2 separate regions of the Mus musculus genome follow, and region 1 is linked to region 2. A link is a contact called in public Hi-C data. All regions are on one chromosome and are shown on one strand. Each heading gives the region's core, a stretch centred on a gene start, on an enhancer-like site or on the middle of the called end of the contact. The rest is flanking DNA. Distances are from core to core; before and after follow the strand shown. Region 1 has its middle 45 kb from the start of Gm32462. Region 2 has its middle 98 kb from the start of Gm25633.

Region 1 (4,300 bases), core at 849-3,348, 520 kb before region 2:
CCACCTTTCCCACTCCTTACACTTCAGGACATGTTAGCGTCAGATCTCCCCACCAATTGACCTAATACCCACCAAGCCACCCCACCCTTCCTGCGGAAAGCATACTGAGTAGCCCCTGTGTATGAAGCAGAGGTGTCGACCAGATGACTCAAAGGAAGTTCACTCTCCAGAAACAACAATGTCTCCGGGGAGCTGTGGGAGGTGGGTTGGGCAGGCTTTAAGAGAAAGGCGAGTCTAGAGTCGGGAGAGAAGGGCCAGCTTGTGCAAGGGTGGGCTATGGAAAGATAGCCTCACTGTGGCAAAGTAGCTGCTGGTGAGCTGAGAGGCAGAGGCAGATGGTGAAGTGTGGATGATGGAGCAGAGGGTTGGTGGTTTTGTGGAGAGATTTCACTGGCGTCTACATGGGAAGAGGAACCTCAGAGGGTTTGGGCCTTCATTTTAACTTTTATTTAGATAAGATTACAAAATCTCGGACTGCTGACAACTGAGTGGTTGGGGGTTGTGGATTTAGGTCTCAGGTGACCAAAGTTTGGGGGATGAAAGCAAAGGGTTTGCAGTTGTTAGTGATGAAGTCTAGGGCATTCTAGTAACCTTTCAAAATCCTCATGGCCTCACATGCCTTGGCAACTCTAATTGATTATAGAAACCTATCTATTCCCTTCGCCCAAGTTCATTAAGTTCTTAACTTCCATCTCTCGCTGTCTTCTATCTCTTTCAAGATAAAGCGCTTGGCTCTATCTTCCTCTGCCAAATCTCTTTCTTTTCTTTCCATGGTCTCTGTGCATGCAGACATTTGCTCATCCTGAATTCCTGAAACATTTTCTCCCACTCTGAGTTCACCTGTAAGGAAGCAGCCAGTCCTCCGCAGGCAGTGGTGGAGTCGGTCTGCCACTCCCCTGAGCTACATAGCCTTGCTCTCTCATGCCTGGCTCAGGTAGCCTCATAAGGCCCTACGTGTTTCCTGCTTCTGAAGAAACAAGGGACCGCGGCAGAGGCTGGTGATTAAGGCCTGCTACTAAGGCTTCCTAGTGCCAGGTCTCTGCAGCAGGCAAAACAAGGGCCATCTCCTCTGTTTCCAAGCGCTTCCTTTCGCTTGCTCCTCAGCCCCATATTAAGAGCTCCCCAGCAAGCTCTTTGTGCCATACAAAAGGCTGGGTTTGTGGCAGTGTGTGGAGGAGGTGGTCACCATGACCTGATGCAGAGCCGAGGTGAGGCTTGTCCTCCGACCTGGGGTAAAGAATGAGGAAGCTGAGTTATGAACAGTTTGTTCCAAGTGGTTGGTGACACAGGCTAAGAGCCTCAGAGTGATGGAGGCCTGCAGGCAGGGGGCTGGCTTTTCCTAGGTCTTTGTGGCTTTAGTCTTTGTGTTCTCCTGGGCTACCTTTCCTCACAGTAGTGATCTCTGGATGCAGGTTCCCTGTGTGTTGTATGAGATGACCTCTAAGGTCTGGGGTTTTATGAAAATGTCTTCCACACAGAGGCCAAAACCCAGCTGATCATGTCTGCCGACCACCTGTTAGGTCATGTGAGCAGCTCACAGCCTCACCAGAGAGACAGACCTCTACACTGGTCATTATACTGCAGCTAGACAAGTTCCGGGGTCCAGTTATATGTAGGATATTTTAAATATTCTCTCTCTCCTTCCTTCCCTCTCCCTTTCTTCCTTCTGTCTGTCTTTCAAATGCACTCATGTAACCAGGGTGGCCTTGAATTCACTAAGTAGCCTCGGCTGGCCTTGAACCTGATCCTGTATCTCCTAAGTGCTGGTTACAAGTGTGCACTATTACGCCTGTTCTATGTGTTGCTGGGAATCAAACCCAGTGCCTCATGGATGCTAGACAAGTTGGACCATGCTACCAATGAGTCACACCCCCAGTTCCCCCATTGAAAACCTTTGTTTTGTGTGAGTGTCCCAAACTTTATTCATCTACTGGGACCCTGGTTTGTGTCTCTCCTTTGCAGCTCTTCTCAGGGCCAAGGCAATCCTAATCCCCTGGGGCCTGCAGAGGAGGTCCCTGATAATCCCTGTCCTACTGAGGGACTGTCTAAACATGTGACTCCTTGGCATCCAACACAGCAGAGGGCACATGGTTGGTGCCTGCCAAGTCTCTGCCTGCAGCTGTGTCTGCCAGCCTCCTGCCTGTCAATCAACAGGAGCACAGCAGTTAAAGCAGCCACGCTAGTCACACTTGTTATTAAGTATAAAGGGAAACATGGTTCAGGCCAGAAGATGTGGCAGCCAGAGGCCTCCACGGTACCAGCTACTTACAGGGGAACCAGCAGGGCTAGGCCTTCCCTGGGTATCCCCATGCTGCTCTCCAGAGGAGGGGCTAGGGTGTTAGGAGATAGATGCCAACCTAAGGACAATGGCTATTAGCCCATTTCCCAATTTTACCAGTGGCTATCACTCCCAGGTACTGGGAAGCACTGCTCTTGTTTAAAATATTGTCCTTTTGTGACTGCATGCCCTGTGTGTGTGTGTGTGTGTGTGAAGCTCAGGTGCCATTCCTCATGTGTATCCATCAGGGTCTCTCACTGGCCTGGGACTCTCAGAGCAGGCTAGCCTGGTTGGCTAGTGAGCCTCAGGGTCCGCCTATCTCTCCTTCCCAGCACTGGGGTTATAAACATGCATATGTAAAGCTCTGTTCCTGGCCCCGCCCACTTCAGCTGCACAGCCCCCAGTGCCTAGCATTTCTGGCTCCTTGTCTATTAAGCAGGGTTAATATTTATTTTTTTTAAAGGCTGTTGTGAAGACCGCAGAAGATAAGACACACGATGAACAGTCTTCATATCTTTTACCTGTCTGAGCTGTGTAGGGTGACTGTGTTCACTCACAGAACAATCACTGTATCATGGCGGAGTGCTGGCCTCCGTTCTGTGGACGAGTCTTGGCTTTCATAAAGCGCACATTGTCTCAGGGAGACAGAAAAGAAGAAAGCTGAAAAAGAAGCAGGCTCATTGCAGACATTGAGGGGATGCAAGGGCAGGCTGATCTGAGGAGAGTGTTTGGGTATGGGGCCTAGTGGGCTTCCGGATGGGTAGGGTGGTTGTACTGGAATGGGGATTCCAAGACTAAGCGCTTAAGCCTGCTAAAACCTGGAGAAGTGCCACCGGGGCAAAGAAACCAACAGGACAAAATATATTGTGGTGGGAGGAGGCCTGGCCAGTTCAGAGGAAGAGAGAAGGTCTTTGCAGCAGAGCTGGGGTGCGTGGGGAGAGGTGAGACCACATGTAAGGGTAGCGCCAAGCTGTTCCCAAACCTGGAGCTGAGGGTTTGGGGACCTGCGGTGACCCCACAGCTGTGTTGGATGCTAAGGAGTCACATGTTTAGACAGTCCCACAGAAAAGTCGAAGGCCTAAGATGACTCTATGCAAATGACTCACCAGCTTAGGACGCTGTATGGTCGCGGCGGCAGAATCCATGCTCCTTTTGATACCTGAGTTTTCAAACTCAGTTGATAACTTTTGATGCTGACTTTTCAGGGGTTGCTGAAAGCCAGCGTACTGGTCACTTTTCTCACTAAACACCAGACGAGAGCAATGTAAGGAAGAAGGAATTTGTGGATAAAACACGGCCGCAAGGGCATGAAGCCTATGGTTTCGTTGCATCCACAGAAAGAGAGAGCAGCGCGCCTGCGCTAGAAACCTGGAACGTCAATATGGGAACCAAGGAGGCAGCCAGTGTCTAACTTACTTCCAGGGTCCGAGAAGCTCTGCAGGATTCACTAGCCACACACCCCATTCCAAAGTAGCTGTGACTAAGAATGAAACGAAACCATCCCTTCCAGTTTGCATGTATTCTTTTCTTCTAGTGGCTACACAGTCTTTAGGATACAGACTTTAGAGTAGGCTTAACTAGGTAGGAGACCCAAAGAGGCTGCTGGGCAAGTTGGTGAAAATCTTTCTTATCCCAAGGGCAGAGGCTGCTGTCTGTTTTTTTTTTTTTTTTCCCCCATAGACTCAGGTGTGTGTGTATATGTGTGAGCCTCGGCGCCACCTATCTCTCCTTCCCAGCACTGGGGTTATAAACATGCATATGTAAAGCTCTGTTCCTGGCCCCGCCCACTTCAGTTGCACAGCCTCCAGTGCCTAGCATTTCCGTAAGTCTGGCTCCTTGTCTATTAAGCAGGGTTAATATTTATTTTTTTATAGGCTGTTGTGAAGACCGCAGAAGATAAGACACACGATGAACAGTCGTGTATTTGAGTCAAAAAGGTCATTTAGATCTACTGCTCTTGTGGGTCTCCAAGCTGCCTTACTGTTGGGGATACCTGGGGGAACTTGTGATAGTATTAATTAG
Region 2 (3,841 bases), core at 214-2,713:
CCCACCCCATTCTGTTTTCTTGTCTCTTGCCATATTTTTTCTGTCTTTGCTAAGATGATCCTCCAATCTAACTAGCCCTTTGAGTAACTTATCTGAGATCTCCCATGGTACATGTAAATCATATGTATAAATAGCCCGTGTTGTTATTTCCTCCTGTTAATGTCCCTTTTGCATGTTTAATTCACAGGCCTGAGGTACTAGGGCCAAGTCTGAGACCCAGGGACACTTCCTACTGTTTTATCACAAAAACAGAAAAGCAACTAATCTGAAGTTGGTACCAGGAATGGGGTGCGGAAATAAAAAGGGCCAAGTCAAAGACATACTTGCATCCTTTCCCCACACCTGAGAGTCAGTGTCCAAGGGTAACATTGGGTGGGTTGTCCCCCGCCACCACCCCACTTCCACCCCCAGGACCCCGGCTATAATAGCTCATGTTCCCTTGCTTGGCTGGAAACTCACCCTGCAGTTTCATTAAAAGGGGCAAGAATTCCACCTCTTCTTTGGAATCCACTTCCAACAGTTGCTATGCTGAGCCTGAATCCTGGGTTAATCCTTTATCTTTATGACCTTAGCAGGAGTTATTTTTACCTCATTAGGCCTCGGTTTCATCCTGTGCTGGCTGGATTAATAATATAACACACCTCAAAAACTGTTGTTCAGGTTAAAGGAGATAGTAGAAAACCTGACACAGAATGTGTGTTATATGAACTCAAGGTTCACACATAGCTACACATAGCTGTATTGGGATCTAATAGCCTGCCTGTTAGAAAATGTCTCTAATGACTTGAATGGGTTTATAGAGGAGAGGCAGCTCCATGGAGTTATCTAACTTTCAAGGTTAGGAAATATAGAGCGATCCTACTTGCCTATGTGAAAGAGTTACAGTGACTCTATTAGCTTTCTTGTCTGAATCACTAGACATATGTCCTAAAGTCCTCTCCTTACTGGGAAGGCCTGTTCTAAAGACTGATTCTCAGATCCTACCTTTAACTTGCTGATTCCAACTTTTGAATTAAATTCTGGGAGACAGTCTTTAAACACTGGGCCCTTTCAAGGTGATCCAGAGGTGACCGAAGTTTTAAATTGACAGGCAAAGAACAAGTTTCCCTGGCCTGAATCTACCCAGTCTGGTGCCTTGAAATGCAGATCTCTGCAGATTCTGTGGGCAAGGGCCACAGACCAGGGCACCATGGTTTACCCTTTGCTCTCCAGCACTTCACCCACTCAGAGCCGCTATTCCATAGATCTTGTTTCCAGCCTGGGTGGCATTTCTATAGCGGCCCCTCATTTCCTGCCAAGAACAGAGCTGGCCTCTCTGATCCTGGCTCTCAGCCCAGCCAGGCTGTAGGTGGATCATTAAAGACCGCTGGACCTCTTCTGGAGGACTCTGGGACTGTGTTGTGGAGGGAGAGGCATGACCGGGGTGGGTGGGACTATTCAAGAATCTGTTGCTATCAAATCTGGGGAGCAGACAGTCCAGGGCCCAGACAGACCTCTGTTACTCATGCAGAGATAATTCAGTTAAGGGGAATGCAGATGGGAGAGATGGAGTGACTCAGAGGCTGAAGGCATTTCAATGAGGCTTGGTGACTGAAAAGCACTTATTAACCCAGGATGCTTAAGCATTAAACAGGGCCAGGGGCTGGGTGGAGACACTGAAGAGTTGCCCACACAGGATTTTGCTGGAAGGTTGGGTGTTATGAAGTAGAATTCCCCACTCTCAGCCCATCTAAGAGCTAATTCACACCTTAAATCCTCAGTGAACTCATGTTTTTCTAGGCTGTTCAGGTCGTTATCATCTGGCCTATACAGCCATCCCGGGAAGAGATAAGCTGAGAAACTATAAAGTGTCAGACAAGAAGAAAAGCTTTTCTGGGATTTAATTTGAGCCATTGATCACCACTTCCCATAGGAACAAGTTATTTCTCTGTGAGCTGTCATCTATGAAAGCAGGTGGCTTGGCTCCTGGAGGCCTCACATGGTAGAGGGCTACAGGGTCCTTGAGGCCAAGTTAGAGGCACAGGGACACTTCCTATCATCTTTTTCCCATGCCTGAGAGTCAATGTCCTTGGGCAGCATTAGAGGCATTGCCCATACCTGACCCCATCCCCAAGTATAATAGCATATGTCCCCTGGCTTGGCTGGAAGCTCCCCCTACAGTTTCCTTTGATCCACCTGCATCTTGGGAAGATGCTCTGGTTTAAAGCAGGCTATTTGGTCCCTGGAATGGAAAGGAAGTGCCACAGTGCTAGAAGGAAGCTCCTTCTATTTGTTTCTGTCTACTTCTTCTCCTGGCATAGAGAGATTTTTCTCCACAGACCATTTGTCTTTTTTATAACCTGCCTATTCAGTGTCAGACGAATGCAAGGCAGCGGAGAAGCTGATGAAGGCCATTGCTTGGACGCTTGAGACCACGCTAGTAGACCATGGCAAAGCAACTGGGACCTACCTCCTCCACAGGTGCCAGAGTCAAGGCAGGGTGGGTGGGATGCACCTCCAAAGGACTGGAAGTGAGCTCTTCTAATGAGCAGGCAGAGGACTGGCCAGCAATGAAGGAGTTAATGGCAGTCAAGCCTTCTTCCTCTGTCCTCCCTTCTCTCACTGAACCCAGATGAATAGCCAGTCAGTAAAATGACCCAGTGGAAGGAGTCCAGAATCAACCACTCTGATCCCAGGGGGCATTTGTACTCTTCACAGCACAAATCAAATCACCCAGAGCGAGGACTGGCAGGCTGCAGAAGGCCCAGAGACAAGACATCCCTCTGGTCTCTTCGGGCACAGCAGGGACTTAACCCAAGCCGGAACCTTAGCCCATGAAACCCATAGGAGACTGACCTGCCTGGTTCCTGTGGGTCTGGAATTTCCATGTGTGATTTCTCCCTGAGACTTAGTTAGCTATCATGGAGAGGCCTTGCCTCTTGTCCTGTCTTCCCCTCACTTTGTACAGCAATGCCACCTCCTTCCTCACAGTGTCCATTGACCTTGACCCATGTGGGTGCTCTGTTGGTGAGAAAGTGGGTAGGGAAATCGGATTTGAAAAGGAGTGGAGAAATCCAAATCCCAGGATCTCATAGAACCTGCGATTACTCCTCTCCACTCAGACAGTCTCTGCTGTGTGCAAAGCTCTCTCTTTCCCTGCCCCCAGCTCCTTCCCTCTAGGAGGGAATGCCCTGAGCCTCCTCCAGCACCCCACTGGCCCTTCTGCACAAAGCTTTGTCCTCTTGAAAGCTTACAGATTTATAGTTCTCAGCTGCAGACATTCCATCCCTACCATTCCAGCCTCTCACAACCCTTGAACATCCTCCTCCATGTCCCTCTCCCAGCCTCCCCCGAATTGGAAGCTGTGGGGGTGGGGCAGGCAGGGAAGGTTGACCTCTAAATACAGAGAAGCTCAGCCTGAAGGAGTCTCCTCTGTCAAGCCACTCAGGCATCAGTTTCCTGGAACTTGACTGGCTATGGCCTGTTAGTAGCCCAGAGACTGTCCACAAAAATAAAATAAAATAAAATAAACATGTGTGACTATTCATTTCACTGTGGTTCTCTGTCTAGCTGTAGCCATGTATTTCTAGAATATTCTGTTCTGTAATGATCCTTATGTTATCCTACAATGATAGGACTTAGGAAACCCCACCTCTTTAGATCTAAGTAAGTATCTCCAGCCTAGGAATAATGTGAGCAATCCCTAATAAAATTTTGGTGATGGCAATTGGCTATTTGTATGGGAAGAGATGATAGCTAAAGGTGGAAATCTGCTGTCACAGAGAGAGCTTTATACCTACCCTCAAGCAGTGGGTAAGCCTTAGCTTTAGAGACCATTCCTGGAACATAAACTCGAAGCTGG

Evidence for each region. A called contact is a pair of places that touch in the nucleus more often than the background predicts.
Region 1: a Hi-C map of muscle stem cells shows a contact between it and region 2, with 4 times the contacts expected there. The contact joins two enhancer-like sites. A contact is called at or near these places in 3 of 484 Hi-C or Micro-C datasets (embryonic stem cells, muscle stem cells and myocytes) and 4 of 115 datasets of contacts at active chromatin or transcription factors (astrocytes, embryonic basal ganglia, embryonic stem cells and 1 more).

The regions. Positions count from the first base shown.
Region 1 is chr9:50,438,694-50,442,993 of GRCm38.p6, reverse strand. No RefSeq gene overlaps it. Among named protein-coding and RNA genes, the nearest start is that of Gm32462, 45 kb to the left of the region's middle. Within about 2 kb of position 2,098, at least 29 of the 459 cell types and tissues checked have an H3K27ac peak or open chromatin away from gene starts, as enhancers often do. A contact at or near this core is called in muscle stem cells, where this site is marked.
Region 2 is chr9:49,921,778-49,925,618 of GRCm38.p6, reverse strand. No RefSeq gene overlaps it. Among named protein-coding and RNA genes, the nearest start is that of Gm25633, 98 kb to the right of the region's middle. Within about 2 kb of position 1,463, at least 73 of the 459 cell types and tissues checked have an H3K27ac peak or open chromatin away from gene starts, as enhancers often do. A contact at or near this core is called in muscle stem cells, where this site is marked.